Linked DNA regions of Mus musculus: region 1 is linked to region 2. Evidence: chromatin contacts called from public Hi-C data. All regions are on one chromosome and are shown on one strand. The core of a region is the stretch at or near the end of the contact, and the rest is flanking DNA. Distances in the headings are between cores, read along the strand shown. Region 1 overlaps Immp2l (IMP2 inner mitochondrial membrane peptidase-like (S. cerevisiae)). Region 2 overlaps Immp2l (IMP2 inner mitochondrial membrane peptidase-like (S. cerevisiae)).

Region 1 (4,273 bases), core at 934-3,433, 520 kb after region 2:
TAATTATTAATTAAACCAAGATTAACCACATACTCTGACCATTAAATTACTGCTTTCAGGTATTAATGCTAGCACAATTATTTTAATATTGTGACATCAATATCTATTTTAGAAATTTTCAAGAACATTTTATTATTTCAGAATCCCCAACACAAACTCACAGGACTCCTTTATAACCGTAGAGATCAGGACAAGCTGGATAGCAACTGAAACACACATTTCCAGGTTCACAGTGAGTGTTGAAACTGCACACAGCACTGAAACAATCAAGAGTTTGAGCAACAGATAGTAAAGTCTTATTTATCGTGCTTGCTGATATAAACAATATTTGAGAATGGGCAAGAAAGCCATTAGTGCACGATGCATCTCATTCTGATTGCCTGCTTGAAGTAAGGTGTACCCAGGTGTACACAATATAGTAGTCAAATGCCTTGAAAATTGTATTCAAGATGTTTTCTGATTCTGTTTCCACCCAAAACTCCATCCTAAAAACACTTGTGTTAATGATTATATAAACAAAACAAACGAAATGGAAAGAGCCCCTGTCAGTTTTAGAGCAGAATTGAGATCAGCAGTGTAAAGATGTTGGCAGGATCACCCAAGACCCCCTTTGCAGTTCTGTGAGAGTAAAACTACTTTATTCATAACCAAAGGATGCCATTTGTCTTTTTGTTTTGTTTTATTTTACTGTTTTGCTATTGTTCATGCAGGATGGAACTTTCCAGAGGTGTGATATTGTGATAGACTGCATAAAAAAAGCAGTCACCGCACCCCAGCTATTCTCTCTACACCAGCCAAGAATTAGAAACATTTACAAAACCATTTAAAATGTTTCCTGACTCATTTACCACTGAAAAATACTGTGATTTTATTTAAAAACATGGCCAGAATAGGGAAATGCACAAAACCAAAAACAGGTTAGTGATTCCCACAGGCATGGAAGAGGGGAATAGGACTCTTAATGGGTGCAGGGCTATTTGCTTGTTTGTAAGAGGTATAGAGATATCCTAAAGGGTACCATGCTGACAGTTGTACAGTTAGATATGTAAAAATGGAGTTGCACATTTTAATGAGGTTGTTTATATACTATAAGAACTACATGTCAATAAAACTATTCTTACAAAACTAAAACACTCATCAAATTACACACATTATTCATGTAATAAAATAAAATTAAGACAGTTAATGAACCAGGATTCTTTTAAAATTACAATTGAAAAGGAACTTTGCTGTTTCTCATTGTGAATTACCAGCTGGCCAGTCAGCAATGTGACATTAGAGATGTCTGCACAAGATTAAACTCTACAGTGGATCTCTGGGCAGACATGACGCTTTACTCTCCTCACTCTGTAAGTGTACACTGGGTTCACACTGCAGAGGCAGACAGAGCTGAGGCAGGAGATTAACCAGGGTAGGAGTCACCTTCTTCCTGGATACTGTTGAAGCCCATGCAGAAGAAGTACTGCAAACAGACACCAGTTATCATCCCCGTTTGTAGACCTCAATCATGGAGCAGTGAGTGAAACAAAGGAGGAAGGACTCAGAGCTAAGATTTCCTTCCAATTTAAAGTCTTTTTCAAAAATCCTTTTGTTAATTAATTAGAAAAACAACCATTCTTTACTGCTTTATGTCTTTCAGTGGGGAAGAACCCATTTCTTACTTTTTCTTTCTTTTTTATTCTTTTCAAACCTTAGCACCTGGTTATCTCAGCTTCTCAGACATTAAACTAGTGAGAGAATACACACCTACAATGGTTTCTAACAGCCTTGATAGGTGTTAAAAGGCCAGACAATGAGATAAGAAAACACTTCCTGATGAGCTTCCTTGTTTCTGTTTGTGATCCCTTTCTGGTAATTACATATCTGAAAATGCTTATAGGAAGTTGCTCCTGTAAGTCACAGGGGTCATTAGCCTAGCAGTGCCCTTGTGACAAGCCAGGGCTCTGGTGTGTGACATGCCCTTTCAGTCCTGTTTTCCCTTGGATACTACTGAATTTCCTAGGAGGCAGACTAAAACCAAATGTGACTTTCCAGAATTTGCTTTCATGGGAAGAATTTGATATTTTCTAAAGAGTATAAACAAACAAACCCCTTTAGGTTTTAGTATACATACCATGATATATGGACTATTTTTAACTTAAAACTAGAGAATCGGAGGTCAGCCTGGAGGTACGAACTTTTCAGAGGTCAAGTTCACTGTTAAAGACTTAACCCAGTATTCTATCTAGGTAGTGTTCTATTAGCTAAGTTTCCTCCGCTTATAAATGTACAAAATGTATTCTTTAGAGTTCCTGCTGAGGAGATATCTCATAAAATAAGGGGAACAGTTCCCAAGAATCAGCTCCCTGAAGAATAGCAAGAGAGTAACACTATGACTTCTAGTTTCATTCTGTCCATTGTACCCTGTATCCATATTGCTCTGTCTATTGCCTCCATTTTTCTCAGTTGACCTTTGTCCCATTGCTTCCTGCTGCCTTCTTTTGATGTGCCTCATGTCTCAATGATGTGATGGAAGTCTCAGTATGCCCTCTAGGGGACAGAGCTATGGTGTATGGATTAGATGGACTGCTGGTCAACCAACTGATCAGCTGATTTGGGGTAGATGGCCTTTCTGGTGTAGCATCACAGGTAGAGAGGCCAAGTGACCTGGCAAGCACCCTGTAGTTAAAACAAAGCCACTGTAAGGGTTTTGTTGGGTGGAATGACAGATACTGAGATGGATCCCAGGACAGAGCATTGCAATTAGCAGTCACTTAGCTTAGCACTACCTTTTCAAGTCTCAGTTCAATGACATTGTAATCTGTTCTCTTTAGTAGTGGCTTTGACTCTACTCCCTAAGGAAGATTAACTTTTTAACGTTTTGTTTTTAATTACAGAAATAGCTTGGCTTTATTGAATTGTAGAGGCTATGAAGAACATCCTTGCTCACAAATACTACTTATCTTTGCAGACTAAATAGACTAAAATGGAAATATTAGTTATAAAAGTACAGAATTGTGGTTGTTTTTATTTTTAGCTCCCCTCCCAGAAAGCTTTATTTTTTTATTTTAAAAGATATTATAAATATAAATAAATCACATAGTGCCCTAGTTAGAGTTTCATTGCTATGAAGAGATACTATGACCAAGGCAACTCTTAGAAAAGAGAACATTTAATTGGGACTGGCTTACAGTTTAAAAATTGCAGTCCATTGTCTATCATGGGAGGAAACATGGCAGCATGCAGGCAGACTTGGTGCTGGAGTAGCCAAGGATTCTGCATCTTGATCCACAGGCAGAAGAAAGAGACCATCTTCTGTAGGCAGCCAGGCAGAGGCTCTCTTCTATACTGAGTGGAGCTGGAGACCCCAAAGGCTACCTACACAGCGATATACTTCCTCCAACAAAGCCGCACCTATTCCAACAAAGCCACACTTCCTTGTATGGCCATTTACCATGGACCAAGAATATTCAAACCACCAAACATCAAAATTAATTAGTCCCCAAAACTATACAGAAAGTTTTTATACATTTTTTCAATACTACTGAGAATTAACTTCTCAGAAGGCATTCACTTTTTATTCCATTTTTTATATAAATTCTTCTCCTATATATTACATCTTGACTGCAGTGTTTCTTCCCTTCCCTTCCCCAAGTCTCTATCCCCACTTCCCTTCTCCTCTAGATCCACTCCCTCCCTTAGAAATGAGCAGCCCTTCCAGTGACATAAACCAAACATGGCATAACAAGCTACAAATAAGACCAGGCACATACCATCACATCAAGGCTGGACTAGGCCACCCAGTAGGAGGAGGGTCCCAGTAGTAGGCAAAAGAGTCAGAGACAGCACAGGATATCTATTTAAATGTCAGATAAAGTAGACTTTAAATTCAAAAGCTTAGACACACTTCAATATAACCTTTGAAATTAATGTTGGATGATCTGGTTATTTAACCAGTTCATGAGCAGGTATGTCCACCTTCTGTCCTGTGGGACAGAATACAAAGAATTGTATTCTGAAAACATGATTTTTGAGTTTATGATGCGAAATAACTGATATGCTTGTTTCTTAAGCATGAATTTTGTAAATGGCATCATTGTAAGAGATTGGATGCTCTTGGTGAACCTTAATTCCATCGACTTAATGGTCATTGACATGGGTACTAGAGAGACATAGTGAACAAAAGAAACATTTAACCTTCATTTGCATACATGCCTGTTGTTGGGGATGGAGAGCGAGTCTACATGCACATGCATGAACATGCACAGGTAAGATAAGAACATATGAGAGGTGT
Region 2 (3,678 bases), core at 619-3,118:
GTGGCTCGGTGAACACAGTGCTTCCCAGTTATCACTTCATTCATCCTCAGGCACAACCGACATTGTCTGAATTCCAGGACAGTCTTAGACCGGGACCTGGACATGCTCTTGGAAAGAGAGGGGTGGCAATCCCTATGCTAGTGCTTTTCCCATCCCTATTGCTCTGCTCCAGGTGGTTCTTCATACAGATGTTTTGCTGGTTGCCGTTAGATTATTTCCTCGCTTTCCATATGGAATGATGATTTGGAGTAGGTCCCATCAGAATATTATCCTGGGACAATCGAGTCGCTGTTTGCATGAGTTTTTATTCTTCATGTAGCTTTATGTACCTCTTTACTAGAATTTAGTGAAGACTTCATTTCAAGCATATATATTTTCCTTGCATTAGATATTGGTAACATTATTAATATTATTATTTTCCATTTTTTTGAGGAATCCTAGTTAGCCTGTCTGAAAACTCATTTGTTCTTGCTTTAAAATTGTACAGTAGTAGGATTTTTTTTATTGAATTGTTCTCAAGCTATGAAGTACACTGCATCATAAAGACTGAAAAATATTACAAGTGATAAATGTATCTCTTCTTATTTTGTAGCCTTCTTTGAATCCTGGAGGAAGCCAGTCCTCAGATGTGGTACTTTTGAACCACTGGAAAGTGAGAAATTTTGAAGTACAGCGTGGTGACATTGTGTCATTGGTGTAAGTAACTCAGTAACTTACTGTATTTGTTTTTGTGTTTTTCTGGACTTAGCTGATAATTTACTGCTGATACTATCTGTCCAGTTATGGTATTAATGAGCGTATCTTAAATATAATCAGTATTGAGATATAGCAACTGTTAGGCTTCATGTAGCACCGGTACCTGGCCAGCAAGGGCCAAGGGATGCTACAGAGATCACAGCACCCAACAGATCTTACCTAAGAGGCAGGGAGAGAGAGACAGAGAGCCATCTGATGGCAGAGACCTTTGGAAGAGTATGCTGGTTACATTTGGTGGCGGCTGGTAATGACATGCCTGCTGGGGCTGAGTCACCATGTGCAGACTTGAGGGAGCACCTGACTTCTAACAGCAATGCCAGAACAAATTTTTTATTTAATGTATATAAGTTGAATGACATAATTGATAAGTTTTGTTTAAAAGATAGTGATTAGAAATTATTATATTATTGATCCAAAGTAGATGCTTTTGATATGATTTTGTAATATTTGCGCCTTGGTATGCAATCTTCTGTGCTGTTTATGAATTTTGGAATTAAAACACTCTTAGGAGATGATAGTTATGATATAAAATGCAATGACAGTTGTGTATGTTGTGAATTTACCTGACAAAAAGGTTTGAAAAGCTAGTATTATGGGCTTTTGTTTGGCATCAAAAGATGGCGCTGTTTCTCTGTAAAATATGATGCTGGGTGTGGATAGAAGTTGCATCCCAAGTGTTGGTTGTAGAAAATGAATGTCAAGGTGTGCACAGCTGATACAGAGACATAGGCTACAGTCCTGCACATGCTTGAGTAGTGGTTTAGCTTAGAGATTTTTGTTTGTTTTTAAAAATAAATCTATACAGAGAAGACTGTGGTAGAACTTGCCAAATTTCTCTTGGCTGCAGTTGTTTGTAAAACTGTTCTAGTCTGATACCTTGTTACGGAAATCAGTGCACGGGGCAGCAACTGATACGATAGAGTTATTGTTGCTTATTTTTTTGTGACAATAAAACCTACTATTGAGAATCTTTCCAATTCCCAGTTATTCTTTATTTATGAGGGGGAATGAGATTTTTCTTGTTGGATGGTAATTTTAATACATATAAAAATCCAGTATCAACTTGCTCGTCCTTACCAGCTTGCCTCTGGTCATAGATATTGTGTAAGTGTGTCTTCTTCGAGACTGCTCTTACCAGGGTTCATTTGAAAACCTGTTACCTACATCCTGTTAATAGCTAATGAAATAAATACATTTGAGTGGAGTTCTGATGGCAGACAGCCAGGAATGGGAATTAAATGCTTCTTCGGTTTTGAGAATTTTCTTTAGTGTTGATCTAGTCTTTGGAGAGTCGTTCAGTTCAGTGCACTGTTTCTGCTACCTCCTGATAAGCCCCTCCACGTGGGATAAACTTATCATGTGCACACTGTTCTTACGCCTTCGGTTTGACAAGTTTACATCCTCACTTAGTTGTTGATGAAGAGGATACCCACCCAAGTGAAAGAAGTCACCTTACAAGTGGACAGCTCTGCGGTTTTCTCCCCCTAGGAAAACATGCTGACTAGATAGCAGGCAAATTTGAAGAGGGAATTCAAATTAAACTAACTGTGAGATGGCTTCTTGAAATTCAGGATTTTGAGTCCATAAACACATCCTGACATAAAATGATTTATTTCTAAAGGAAAACACAGCTCTTTTAGGTAAACGTTATATTGATTGATATTTATTATATGAGTTAATTTAAATGAACATTTATATTCAAATTGGGATTGTTAAATTATTGAAACTGCAAGTGAGGTGGATTTTGAATGAGTAAGTTATGTACTATATCTTCTCCATGTAGAGATGACATATACTTTATTTAGTATGCTTTGTCAATAAGCAGGCCTCATTTATGTAGAAGAATGCTTAATGTTCACATTGTATTATTGAACCATGAATAATTATTATGTGATACTGTTGGCTGTGTTTGAGAAAGAATCTGAGTTTGGCAGTCAATTCTTTAGCTTGAGGTTGTACTATAAAAGCTATTTTGTATTATAGTATTTTCTATCTAGTTTTATGAGTATAGTGCTTTCTAGACATTTGTCCTTATATTTTCATACAATTTATAGACTGCTTCTTTTAAAAAGACTGATGTCGGTGTGATAAACTTTCACCGATATATTTAATCCATGTCATGAAACATTGCTTCCTTACCAAAAGCACCACTATGTGATTTTTTTAACAAGGCGTTGTTTTCCACTGCTACATCAGAACATGTTCTCTTTTCGAAACACATAAAATGAATATGGAAATGAATATTTTCTTGTTCATTCTAAAAAGAATATAAAATATAATTTGTCATTTTCCTTACAAATTATTGTTAACAGGTCTCATCAATACACAAATAATCTCTGGAGGCAAGATAGTATGTTTTATTTTAAAAAATTCTGACACAGTCTTTCATATATTCAGAATGTGTGTAAGATAGCATTGTAAGTATATTACATTTATATTTATGGAGATTTGTTTTGTCTGTATGGATATGTGTATGCATGTTCATTTGTGTGTGCATGTGATTATGTGTATGTGTGTGCCCATGTATGTGGAGGCCAGAGAGGTCAATGTTGGATATCTACAATATATATATATATCTGTAGTCTGTCTGCCTATCTATCTATCTGTAATATACATCTATAGTATAACTTAAAAGATACAAAATATCTAAAAATACAGTACTGTGAATGTGGGTTTATATTTAAAACCAAAAAGATGAAGGTAGGCTGTAGGCTGTTGTTAGATGATAAAGGAAAGGACTGAAGTCCTCAAGGACACAGTACAGAAGCTGTTAACCATTAGAAGTTGAAAGTAGAAAAGAGTGTAAGTTCTATACAAAATGTGCCAATAGTAATATGTGTGTGTGCGTGTGCGTGTGCGTGTGTGTGTGTGTGTGTGTGAGAAGAAAGAACAAGGTAACCCCGTGATAACTGCTTCATTGAG

Evidence for each region. Hi-C and Micro-C count contacts between places; a contact is called where the count stands out from the background.
Region 1: a Hi-C map of the N1E-115 cell line shows a contact between it and region 2, with 3 times the contacts expected there. The contact joins two enhancer-like sites. A contact is called at or near these places in 1 of 15 datasets of contacts at CTCF or cohesin (pro-B cells), 3 of 484 Hi-C or Micro-C datasets (the N1E-115 cell line, cumulus cells and embryonic stem cells) and 1 of 115 datasets of contacts at active chromatin or transcription factors (large pre-B cells).

The regions. Positions count from the first base shown.
Region 1 is chr12:41,629,053-41,633,325 of GRCm38.p6, forward strand. The region is part of intron 5 of Immp2l (IMP2 inner mitochondrial membrane peptidase-like (S. cerevisiae)); the gene reads left to right. Among named protein-coding and RNA genes, the nearest start is that of Gm40412, 24 kb to the left of the region's middle. Within about 2 kb of position 2,184, at least 2 of the 459 cell types and tissues checked have an H3K27ac peak or open chromatin away from gene starts, as enhancers often do. A contact at or near this core is called in the N1E-115 cell line, where this site is marked.
Region 2 is chr12:41,110,248-41,113,925 of GRCm38.p6, forward strand. Immp2l (IMP2 inner mitochondrial membrane peptidase-like (S. cerevisiae)) reads left to right here. Exons shown (of 7, transcript NM_053122.4): 4 at 593-696. Among named protein-coding and RNA genes, the nearest start is that of Immp2l, 88 kb to the left of the region's middle. Within about 2 kb of position 1,869, at least 7 of the 459 cell types and tissues checked have an H3K27ac peak or open chromatin away from gene starts, as enhancers often do. A contact at or near this core is called in the N1E-115 cell line, where this site is marked.